2 separate regions of the Mus musculus genome follow, and region 2 is linked to region 1. Evidence: chromatin contacts called from public promoter capture Hi-C data. All regions are on one chromosome and are shown on one strand. Each heading gives the region's core, a stretch centred on a gene start, on an enhancer-like site or on the middle of the called end of the contact. The rest is flanking DNA. Distances are from core to core; before and after follow the strand shown. Region 1 has its middle 87 kb from the start of Rrp15. Region 2 holds the start of Spata17 (spermatogenesis associated 17).

Region 1 (6,191 bases), core at 3,250-5,749:
TGACCGTCGATAGCCTCCAGGGGAGGGAGAGAGAATTTTCTTTAAAAGTATGGTTCCATGGCAGCCTGCTAAGCTCAGTGGATGACTACATGGGGAGCAAAAACTGGACTGAGTAGGGTTTTTTTTTTTTTTTTTAAGTGAAGACTTGGAGTTGGAAAGGTGGTTGTCGATTATGGGGAGAATTGGGAGAAAAATAAAGGGGCGCTGAATGTGACTATATGCATGTACTAGAGTCTCAAATAATTATATTTTTAAAGAGTTAACTCTACTGAAGTCTACTGGGGGGAAAGAGAGAGTGTGTGAGGAGAGACTCCTGCCTTCTGGTGGATCATCTTCAATGGTGCTATCTTCTCCTTATCTGTCCCTTTGTCTCCCTGGAGTCACTTAGAGAAACAATGGACACGTCTCATGCTGCTTTGAACTTGAGAATGCTGGACATGACAGTCAGTGTCTTCAACCCTCCAAAAGCGTAACCCAGCAATCGGGGTGGCATTACTTGCCTTGGTTGAGAACATAATTTAAATGTCAGCTTTTTAAACTCCCTTACACTGCTTCTCTTTCTTTCCTTCCTGCCTTGTATCATGACACTGCTCTTTGAAAAGACCCATTATGTGTGAACATGTATGTGTGTACGTGCACACTTTTATTTGGAAGACCAAAGGGGATGGATGCTTTTATTGACTAAGCAATATCACCAGTTATTGAAAAATCAGCCTTGCCCACTTTTGGTCCTTGTGGCCAGAAGCTGCAGAGACAGAAAAATGTTTGTTCTGCTCCAGCGCCTGGGTCTTTAACAAATTTGCCTAGTGACCACACTGGCAGCTTCAAGTCTACTCTTAGCATAATATATTTGGGGAAATATATTCCAAAGAGGTTAGCTTGCTCCTGTATGATATCTTATTTGCCCTCTCAGTCAATTTTGAATCCTGCATCAATATTTATTTATGATGGGGTCTGAATCCAGGTTGCTGAAAATGCTGGGCAAGCAACTCTTCCACTCTACACTACAACCTACATCAGTATTTAGATAAAATTGTTACTACCTAGCACGGAGCAGACAGGCGTGCGTTTACACCCAGTGCCAATCAAATTTTCTTTTGACATCTCAGGAAGTTTCTGTTTCACTTAACTGGCATTGGGTTTGGGTTATATTAGCTCTGTGAGTGTGGTTCAGTAGGAATGCACTGGCTTTCAAGCAAACAGCAAGCCCTGCACTAGGGGCACATACACCGTGGTTCTGTTGTTCTGAGGACGATTTTCATCTGATGATAAATCAAATGCTGATGGAATATTCTGTATCATGAATACTTCATAACTACTATTCTTGCTTGACGGTTAACATAAAACAAAACAGACAGAGTTAACTATGAATCCAGGACAGCCAAACGCTAATTGCAATAAAGTGGTGTGTGGTTTAACACTGTATCTTTGTGACAATTCACTTTCCTAACAGCTAAAATAATTAAGAACCAACTGAATATTTAAAGACTTGCTTTTTAAAAAATGATGAAAATAAAGCTATTACATCAAGGTTTAAAGATGTAATGACAGACAGTGTTTGAGCTTGTACAATAGTTTCACAGTTGCGTGGATGTAGGCACTTGCTTGCTACTGTGTACAGTGATTTCCAAGAACTTCCTAAACATTGATGGCTGACTGAGAAACATCTATATTGTTCTATCCTTTCTCATTTTAATCTTGCTTTAAAAAGGAAAAAAAATTTCTATATAATTACCATTAGTATATATTTAGTGCATCTTTATACATGTTTCTTATAAAAAAAAAAAAAAAAACTTTAACCTAAATGGTTGATTTGAGCCATCAGATATTTTTTAAATGTTGAGCTTGCCAGATTGTCTCAATCACAGGGAAAATTTGTAAAAGAAAAAAAAATCTTTCTAAATGTGGTCCCTTTTCTAGCAAGAGATTTATGAGCTGCAGTGCTTGCTCCTGCTTTTATTTGGATATAATTTGTCAGCTTTTTAAAAATGAACATTTTGGGATCATAATTTGTTAGCAGAAATTTTCAGCAAAACACATGTTGTTCACTGCAGTTATAAAATGAGACGTATTGATATAGAAGAACGTTCTGCCGTCAAAAATGGAACATTTAAAAAGTCATTTAATTCCCCAGTTCTATCATTTTAAACAATCGATTAGACTGTGTATATTAAAAAAAAAACCCACAAGAACAATATTAAAGCATTGCAGTGGTGCCTGAACATCTGGGGGCATCGTTGAAAGCCACTTAATAATCCCATTGCAAGAAGTTTTACATTTTAAAATCTGAGATCTCCTTATGCAAATCAGTTTGCCTTTAGCCATTTCAAAACGAAGTGAAGGACCTGGAGGATTGTACAGTTTTGCATAACAGGAGTGTGATGGTTGTCAGCCTTGATCTTACATTAATTAAGTTAAGATGTTGGCTGATCACAGCAAAAGAAAACACAGAAAAACCCTCACCCCAGCTGACGGGAGGGATAGCCACACGTAGGATGATAAAGACTCCGCTTTTTGTCTTGCGTTTTTATGCAAACACCTGAACCTGGATGTTAGTCAAGGATTCTGTTTATTACTGAATGGAATATAATATCATAATTCATCTTCTAGTGAATTAACTCATAACAACATCAACTCCTCTGTTTAATCTTCTGATACAGCCATCAAGTTCAAGTGACCATCTGGGAGTATAAGGCATTTATTATTTTTCTGTTAATACACTAGGATTTAAAAAATAGTAATTACTAACACAGTAATAAGACACATGGCTGTAGGTGTGTTCTGTAGCACACTTACAGGCTACATGGAACAAGGTCTATTGTGTTATGATTACCCTTCTTGATTTCCCTAGCATGACGTCTGTTCTAAGATCAACCTTAAAGCTATACTTCGCTTTTAGGGAATATGACCTTTCTATTATATAGGAGGAAGTAAAACTTAAAACTCACTAAACAGCCAATCCCCACAAAGAATTTGCTTTTCCCTACAGGTAGCATGAAATGGAGCCCAAATGACAGGACCCCGTCTGAGCCTCCTCGGCTCCCCCAGTCTGCAGAAACCCACTCTATCAATCATGGCGGGATAACGCATAGTGGCTGCACCTGTGACAGGAAATGATTGAGTGCTGAACACGGGGCCTGCTTCGCCTGTCGCTTTGTGCATTTGTATTTCTCAGGACTGGTTTGAGAATTTTCAGAACTTGGACACGGGAGGGGGCAAAGAGGGATTTTAAAGAGAAATAATAATGTATTTTCATTACCAAGACATAATACAAAAGAGAAATTAGGCAGTAAGATGCCCTGGCCACTCAGGTGTGCGAGAGCATCCACGCAGCAAGACTGGATATTATTAAGCTGTAATTTAGTTTAGATAAGTAGAAGATGCTGTCGTGGTCGTTCTTCGGGAAATGTCTCACTCACCCAGCCACAATACATTCTTTTTTTATGATCTCATGGAAGAAAAAAAGAACAAAAGGTCGAAGGCCAGCTTTTGTCCAAGAAGACTATGAATTCTAAATTTAAGAAAGAAAAAAAAATCCATATACACACATCCCTGTTGTTCTTTTCCAAACCTTTGATTTAATTATGACAAATTGGATGATTAAATGGTTTAACTTATTGCCATGATCTGCTTTTGAAGAAGTTGCAATTGTAACATGGACAGTTTAAATAATTTTCTGCTAATTCAACCACTTACTGAAGATATTTATGGTGAAATACACTGTGACGTGTCTTTTAGATAGCAATCAATATTTTCTTTGATTTGGTCATTTGGCACAGAACCCTGCTTTCTACTGCAAAAGAGTAAAAAATTTCACAGCAGATTTTATTGGGTATGTGGTTTATATACTTTGAGCTTAGGTTTCAAAGATGACTAAATATTTTTTAAAAAATATTAGTATCAGCGGTTTGGACATTTCAGATCAAACCAAACTAAAACAGGACACACTCACAGAGGCTCATCACTGAGATGGGGTTCGGCGAGCACAATAACAAAATATCTAAATGTGTAATCTCACTTTCGTGGGTTAGAATTTGCTTTTTTTTTAAAAAAAATTATTATTATTATTATTATTATTATTTTATTATTATTATTTTGAACTGTCCGAGGGTTCACAGAGGACATTCAGACATGCTCAGAGAAAAAAAACGAGTGGAAGAGGTTGTGGTTGCCTTTTTATTTTTCCTGGGCAGTATTATTTCTTTCCACTGTCCTCCAATGTAAACAAATGAAAACAGGCAAGATAAGATGAGTCCTGCTGCATGCCGGTGGCTTCTTCCTTGGCAGTCGGGTTCAGGGTAATGCGTATGCAAACAGGCTTCTCGGTTTTTTCATTGTTTGCCTGCGGAAGACCCACGCTCCCCACGCTTTTGTTGACGGTCTCCAAGAAAGTTGGGTGGTTCTGCAGAGATCAAGGCAGCTGATGAAGAAGGGGGAGGGGGCGCGCTAGCTCTGGACGCTCACGGATCCATCATGACTAAGAGACTGGGGGCTTGGCAGTGAACAGCCAGCTGCCAGCAAGTCTGTTCTTAGGCAACAGTTCTTCCACCCAGAGCTGCGGTGCCTGCATGTGCGTGACTCTCCGCCACAAGCATTTTGGCTTATCAAGGGGCTACCCGCTGACCGCAAGGGGTCAGAAATAGGGGAGCCCAGTGGGGCCCGGTTGCTTCTGCTGGTCCTGGGAGCACTAGGTGGCTGCCTGCCCGCCTCTTTCTCTGGATGAGCCAGAGCGCGGATCACAGGACTGCCACTTCCACCCAAGGCGCGAAGTTCCCGCCTGCCCAAACTGGGGTCACCTAACAGTCGAGGAACACTTGCAGGCGGGGTCCGGAGGTGCCAGGACGCACCCCGGTGAGCGGGAGCAGTTATCCCCAAGACCCGGATCTGAGACTAGTTCCGTTTTTTCCTTTGGGGTGACTAGTCATCTGCACGAGTATACATCTTACCCACACTCGCGCACTCCTGCGGGGACAGAGGAGATGCCAAGGCCTGGGGACAACAGTTTGGGTGGCCAGGGCCCAAGTCACTCAGATGCGTCCTGTGCGGGCATAGCACCTCGTCTTTCCGCGTCCCTCCTCTGCACCCCACGTCCTGTTCACGAACAAGAGGTCCCTTTCTTGCAGAATTAAAACACCAATCACTCGGCTCAGGGAAATTTCTACTTTGTGGTGCTAATCAGCTAGGAAGGAAGGCCAGAAAAAACAAAAGACTTAACCAGAATGAAGCCACTTCTCCCCAGCGGTGAACTTGGCCATGGGGGCGTGAGGCTGCACCAGCAGCAGACAAGGGGGAGGTGGGCCTGGGAAGAAGAAAGGCAACATCTGGGGACTGGACCATATGCCCAAGCTTTGTCTCGTCCTTCTAAGTTCCAGTGCCCTTGAAGTGATTTTGTAGGCGGCCCACGGGTGACAGGGAGGGTTCTCAGCCGGGGAGGGGAGGTGCGGGCGGGGCGCGAGCAGTGGAGGAGGCCGGGAGCAAAGTGACCCTGCAGCCCCGGAAGACATCAGCATCCGAGGAGGTGCTCTGCCAGAGATGGGGAAGCCAGACCGGCTTTGAGGGAGAGCACGGGAAGCGGCTGCAGCAGGGACCACAGAAAGGAAGGCCTTGGTGAAAAACAGAACGGAGAATGGAAGGCAGGAAACACGGGGAGAGGCAGGCGTGGAGGACAGCAGTCCAAGTGTAAGGAAGGGTACGGCTGCCTCCTTTTAGAAAAAGAGACTCCCCCATCCCCGTTTCTTTCTTTTTTTGCCCGCCAACCGCTGAACTGATTAGACTATAATTAAGGCCATAAAGCCCTCAGATTATACACCTGTTTATTCACTAAAGTCGGGGTCTCATCAAGCAAATTAGCTGTTTCCAGGCTACACAGTGGGCCTGAGCTTGCCTGATTAATGAAGTTTATTGGGAGCTGTTAAAGGCATTAACTGAAGAAAATCTCAGCAATTCGTCATATTTAAGGGTTGGAAATTAAATCTTGCTATGCAAATGAGAAAAAATTTAAACCATCTTTAGGGGTGACTATCCACATATTTTTCTTTAGAATTCTGTTCAAGAGATGGGCATTTAAAATGAAGCTTATTCGACTTGAAAGTTATAAAAATGTGATGGAAGTGAGGAAGAAAATACACAGGTCCCAAAACATGCTTAGAGTTTTTTTGAAACAATTTTTGTTTGTTGACAGAGTGTAAAGA
Region 2 (6,382 bases), core at 641-3,140, 380 kb before region 1:
TGTTCTACAGAATGAGTTCCAGGACAGCCAGAGCTACACAGAGAAACCCTGTCTCAAAAAAAACCAAAGAGAGAGAGAGAGAGAGAGAGAGAGAGACTGACTCATTTTAAGACTTTCTTTCAAAAGCACCAGCTGATAGGTGCTAATGATATTCTGGTCTCACTCATTACAAAAGATGAGTTGTTTAGCAAGTAAAAACACTACTGCAAGTAACTCCAGTTTAGAGTAATAGCGCGTCAAGTAATAGCCAGTAATACACAGCGCTATCTATGCATGATAGGAGACAGAAAGCACAATGAAGAATAAATGGGGTCACCGGTTGGTTTGTGTGTTTATGTCAACTAGCACACAAATGACTTCCTTTCTATTAGGACCAGACCAATCTACTGAACACTTCCGTTCCTTACCAGGCTCTGAACATTGAAGCATTAAGTACACTTTAGAGGAAACACCAGGATGTAGGGAAGTTCCTTTATCTTGTTTTCTGTGGTGGTTCCTACCACATGTACAACTGCCAAAGCTAAGAAAAACTAGTGCATTGTGACCTGCGTCTCTTGTTCCAAGCTGAGTGCAACAATTACAATTGCTCATTTAAAAAGCTTCTCCTGGGCTGGTGAGATGGCTCAGTGGGTTAGAGCACCCGACTGCTCTTCCGAAGGTCCAGAGTTCAAATCCCAGCAACCACATGGTGGCTCACAACCATCCGTAACAAGATCTGACTCCCTCTTCTGGTATCCCTGAAGACAGCTACAATGTACTTACATATAATAAATAAATAAATCTTTAAAAAAATAAAAATAAAAATAAAAAAAAAAAATAAAAAGCTTCTCCTAGTATTCTAACTGAAAATCGTGAGAACTTAAAAGCTACAAGAAAAACAACACTGGTTAGAAATGGTCTCTAGAGAGGAACCAAATAAGCCATCTGACCTAAGATATTCTTTTAACTTTTCAGTTATCGGTGATGCTAAACAATCAGACATCACAGCCCACTGGCAGGAACTTTAAAAATCACAGTTCTTGACTTACTGGTCAGATTTTTATGTTTCAAGATGGACCGCAAGACATCTACTTTCTTGTTACACTAACGTTTCTCTGAAAAGCGTTGGAACAAACGGGGGGTGGGGGTGGGGGTGGAGGTTGGGCGACCAGGGTTTTCAACTAGAAAATCCAAAACTGAGCTATCATCTCTGGTACTCAGGGGCACAGGACAACTTTGCCTCTTAAATTTTCTGTACCTGCGAGTCTCCTACAGCAGGGATGTCATTAAAGATCAAGTGTGATTTGCGAAAGCAGTTTGGAAACTTACAGCAGTGGACCAGGGTACCCTAAAGACAAATTCCAACCTGGGGCTACTGGAAAACGCCCCTTTCCCATAAACTAGGACAGAGCCTCCAGGGCGGTGGAAAACTTCTAGGCTTTACACGAACCGAGCTGCGCAGGGAGTACAAGAGCCTGGTGTCTCTGCTACTAAGAAACTTCTGGGACTGGGAATTTCTGTGATCTTGTCAACCACGGAATCTAGTACAATGTGGCCGGTTTGGCAGGGACAACGGGAACGCGGCCTGAAGAAACTTGGTGCACGGCCGTCTCTGACCCGGAGCCCCGCGAGCTGCTCGCCGGCTCGCTCGCCCCGTTCCCAACCGCCCGCCGGGCTCACCAGCTCTTCCCGGCGGCGGTTCCGATCGCTGGGCGCCCGTCGGCCCCAAACATCAACGACACCCGGGAGCGCGGCCTCGAGGCTCAGGCCCGAGGACCGACTCCAACTCCCGCAGCCCCGGCCAATTCCACACAGGACTTCAGCATTTTGAGAGCAACTTCCGGAAGCCGGCTGGAGGCGGAAACCGGAAACCGGAAGCGACCATTCGCTCACCTTAGCCTACCCTGACCCTTCCCATCAGCAGCTCGAAATTCCAGGAGAAAGGGGCGAGTCGACTCAAGTCTGGTCTCACGTGTACAAATCCGATTTCTCTGTCCAGTTGCTTGAAACTGAAACAGAGTGAAAGGAAAGGCCGATAAGTCGGAAGTGACCTTGGTTCAGCCCAGTTGCCATGGAGACTAATAGTAACAATTTTGGTGAACTCCAGGAGTTGAAGGACATGGCTACTTTAGCCAAGCTGCTGGCGCGGGCACCCTTTCTAGAAAGTCAGTACTACTTTAGGAACCGGTGAGTAGTGAAGAGAGGGGTCTCAGAAGATGTTTACTGTTAACAAATTACTTAATTCAGGAAATAATTCTAAATTCTTCTTCTCCCCATGGGGATTCAAACATGATCAGAAGTTTATATATATATATATATATAATCAATCACAAGTGGATTATATATACATTGACAAGTCATTAATAAGTTAATATTCTCTAAGGAAGATCCCAGAATAGAGAATTATTAAGGGCCGCCCTAAATGAAGTAAACCCCGACTGGGGAAACAGGCAGGAGGATGACTGTGAGTCCAGTCCAGCCTGGGCAACACAGAAAATTCAAGGCTGCCCTGGGCAACATTTGGGAGTCTTCCTCAAAATACTGTTTTGTTTTGTGGGGCTTTTTTTTTTTCGACATTTTAAAATAATCACTGAGAAATTTGGTTTGGTGAAACCTATTTTATACAATGTAGGTCTAGTGGCCTAATTAACGTTAACCAGGCTTACCCAGGTAGTTCCATGAATTCAGAATATCAATGTCCAAATGGGAATTTGAGCTTCACTTAATCTCACAAACATCACAGAATTCAATTCATCTGTGATTCATTTGTCCAAGTGAAGTTTCTATACCATTGTGACAAGATAATTGGTACAGTAAATGGGCAAGAGCTAAGGCAGCATTCTCACCCCCCACACCTAAACTTCCTCTCCATGAAAAGGGGACATTGAAACTAGAAGCAATGGCCCAGTGGTTTTCAAAACTTAGAAGGAATCACAAAAAGTACATTACAAAAAGTGTGATAAATTATAGCAGACCAGCAGTGACCAAGTCAGTGTGAGAAAGTCCTGATAAGCTATTCTTATCCTAACATACATCTCAACTATAGTTTTGCTATTTCATCGTGAACCTCTAGCAACTACAGTGATAATTCAATCTTGTAACTTTTGTGAGAAACTATGGATTTTCTTGCTAGAAGTAGGCCAATGTTGCTTTTTTTCTTGCCTCTTAGTTTAACCATTATTTCAGCCTGTACTGTCTTGCTTCCTGAAATGGAATAGCTACAACAGTTATTTAGTGAATAATCACATTACCGAAGCTTCCAATTAATCATCTTTAAATAAGCATAGCCATTGCGCAATGGAATTCTTATACTTAACATTCAGAGATCATATAGTATTCATTTAGAGTTATGTGGCAGGCTCCTGCTTGTTCATGACCTCAGTGTGCAGTGGGGACAAGTTGACTCCTTCATGCTATTGTGGAGCAGACATTGAGAACGGAATTGTGATGCGCTCGCTCTAAGTCAAAACTGAGCTGCTGGTTTCCCTTCTGCTAGCTGGCATCCAGAGGGCCCGAATGTGTTAGGTGGGCTGTTAAAGGAAATAGGTCACTCAGGGATCACACTCAGCTATAGAGCCTGTGTATTTAAATACTGCACTACCTGGGAAGAAGTGTCCCGAGCAGCAGTAGTGGTATAGATATTCTGATCTATAGTGCTACCCACAACAGGACTGATGGCTGCTGGGGTGTGGTCCTCCGCATCAGCCTTCAGTGTAATCCCTTTACACTGTTCTGAATGTGGCCCCATTATCTCCATCACTGGAAAAATTTGTTTCTGACTCATAACAGTTCCTAGAGTGATCTTAATTTAGTAAGTTGATGTGCCTTCAATTTGAACAATCATTGAAGTTCTAATAACATAAATTAATAGCAACTCACTTGTTAATTTGTTTCTTTGACTCTTAACTGTTTCTTGAATTTACTATTAAACCTTTACTTAATTTTATTTTAAAAATTCCTGAATTTTCTTTTATACTTTTACTTAATTTTGATGAAAAAATAATTTTCCCCTAGTAGACAGTGATGTTTTGTATAGAGGTAGAGACGCAGTTCAAATACTTTGTGTTACTTTAACTTTAGTGATAAACTCTTACATGTTTGCTCTAAACTGAACGCTCTAACTGTAAGCTTCATCATCTGTAAATGAAAAACGACAAAGCCTAGAGGTTTATTGGGAAGGGTAAATGATCAGGGTAACAACATTCAGTTGCATAATTATGACAAGAATTCACAGAAAAGTGAAGGATAAAGTACGTACCATCAAACCAGTACATTTTTAAAAGGTGGTTAGTAACTTCACTATATACTGCTGGTTATTGCTTTTCTTTGTAAATTTTAAATTTTCATTTATAAATTTGTCAAAAATCGTTATTGATTCATTTATAGTCTAGATACATATTTATGAAATACATGATTATAAATGTTCAACCCAACCATTTATATAGTTTAATGAGGTGCCTATGTAAAATTTATTCAGATAAAATGATTCAATATTTGCTCTAAACATTATCTTTTGAAAGTTGCTTTTTAGTAATTAATAACAAGGAATATATTTCTAAAGCTAAGTCAGTATCAGACATATTTATAACATAAAAGAGATGGCTCAGTTTCAAAAGCAAATTAATCCTATCTATTCCTGGTGTCCTAAAAGAGAAATTTCAACTTGCCTATCTCTACTCTGCTAGTTCTTGAGGAAAAAAAAACCAAAAACTAAAACTGTAATTTTCACAGGATATGAAAAGGATACCCAGATGTCTTAGTTAAGGTTTTATTGCTATGAACAGACAGCATGACCAAGGTAACTCTTACAAAGGACAGCATTTAATTGCAGCTGGCTTACAAGTTCAGAGGTTTAGTCCATTATCATCAAGGCAAGAGCATGGCAATGTCTAGGTAGACCATGGGGCTGGAGAAACTTAGAGCTCTACATCTTTATCCAAAGGCAGACAGAAAATTTGCTTCCAGGTAGCTAGGGGGAGAGTCCCCAAGCCCACCCCACAGTGACACACTTTTTTCAACAAGGCCACATCTCCTAATAATGTCACTCCCTGGGCAAAGCATACTTAAACCACCACATTCCAGTTCCCTATAGTCTTTTCAAACACCTGAGTCTGTGGGGGCCAAACCTAGCCAAAGCATAGTGCTAAATACATGTACTCCAACTTCAAAAGTCCCATAGTCTGTATCAGTCTCAGCAATGTTCAAAGCTCAGTCTTTTCTGAGATTCAGTCACTTAACTGTAATAACCTATAAAGTCAACATAAAAAAGCAGCTCATGTACCTTAAACATCACAGGATAAACGATACCATTACAAAGTGGCATAGTGAGGAAAGCCTGGACAAAAGCAATACCAAGAACAGCTGGGTAGCTCCACATCTGATGTCTGATGTTAAAACCCCTCTCAGTGTTGATGACTACAGCAAACTTCTTTCTCTTGGGCTCTCCCACTCCCTGTTAGCAGCTTTCCTTAGCAGGTATGCCCTGGCTCTGGGATCTCTAACAGATTGGGGAATCCCAGGCAAGGTCAAGTTCACAACTTCTTGTTCCAATGCCTGGGATCCATACATGATGTGTGACCTTCTGGGATACTCCAGAGGGCTTGGGTCGCATCTCCAGATCTGTCCTCTGTAGCACTCCAGGGTCTGGTTGATTCCACTCCATTGTTGGCAGCTTTCCTTGGTGATCATCCCATTATACTGGCATTTCCGATATGCTGGGGTCTTCCACTACAACTAGGCTTCACCAACAACCTCTCATAGGCTCCCTTTATAGTGCCAAGGCTCAAATCCTTTGCATGACCCCTTCAGTCCTGAGCCTTCAACAGCAACTGAGGCTGCACCTTCACCAATGGCCTTTCCTGGCCTCTCAAAGTTCCAAGCCTTAGCTGCTCTCCAAGATCCCTTCATGCCTACAAAGCCAGAACCACCTAGGTGAACCTTACACATTAAGAAATCCAGCTGCAACATGAGGGACAACCTTGGCTGTCTCTGGAACATAGCTTCTTTGTGCTTTCAGAAAACACTACCCAGAAGATATCACCTGAGTGATACTGGCCTCTTCTTAATCACCACTCATTTCATAGCTCAAGCTAACCAGCATCAATTGTCCCAGTAGTCCTTTCTTTTCTTGACTCTAAATCCAGAGCTTTGTGGCTGAAGCTGCTGAGTTCTGCTGCTTTCTAGGGCTAGAACATGGCCCCCTGGTTCTATTACATTATCACAAGCTTTCTGTTTTCCAACTCCTTCACACTGCCTAAGCTTAGTGGTCCTGGAACTAGCTCTGCAGATTGACCTTGAACTCATCGATCTGTGTGGCTGAGTGCTGGGATTAAAGGTGGGTAACCACCAAGCCTGGACTTAAGCTTTTCCTCTCTCAGAACTTGCGCAGTTCCAGGCTGGCCTT

What was found. Promoter capture Hi-C pulls out the DNA fragments that hold promoters and counts their contacts.
Region 2: a contact with region 1 is called in a promoter capture Hi-C map of trophoblast stem cells, with 4 times the contacts expected there. The contact joins the promoter of Spata17 here to the enhancer-like site in region 1. A contact is called at or near these places in 14 of 39 promoter capture datasets (the 3T3-L1 cell line, cranial neural crest, embryonic stem cells and 7 more), 8 of 484 Hi-C or Micro-C datasets (the HPC-7 cell line, cerebellum, cerebral cortex and 4 more) and 12 of 115 datasets of contacts at active chromatin or transcription factors (cardiomyocytes, differentiating embryonic stem cells, embryonic basal ganglia and 5 more).

What each region holds. Positions count from the first base shown.
Region 1 is chr1:186,832,844-186,839,034 of GRCm38.p6, reverse strand. No RefSeq gene overlaps it. Among named protein-coding and RNA genes, the nearest start is that of Rrp15, 87 kb to the right of the region's middle. Within about 2 kb of position 4,499, at least 48 of the 459 cell types and tissues checked have an H3K27ac peak or open chromatin away from gene starts, as enhancers often do. A contact at or near this core is called in cerebellum, differentiating embryonic stem cells, neural progenitor cells and 1 more, where this site is marked.
Region 2 is chr1:187,210,954-187,217,335 of GRCm38.p6, reverse strand. It overlaps Spata17 (spermatogenesis associated 17), which reads left to right and starts at 1,890. Exons shown (of 10, transcript NM_028848.3): 1 at 1,890-2,166. The coding sequence starts at 2,051. It overlaps Gpatch2 (G patch domain containing 2), which reads right to left and starts at 1,825. Exons shown (of 10, transcript NM_026367.4): 1 at 1,660-1,825. The coding sequence starts at 1,712.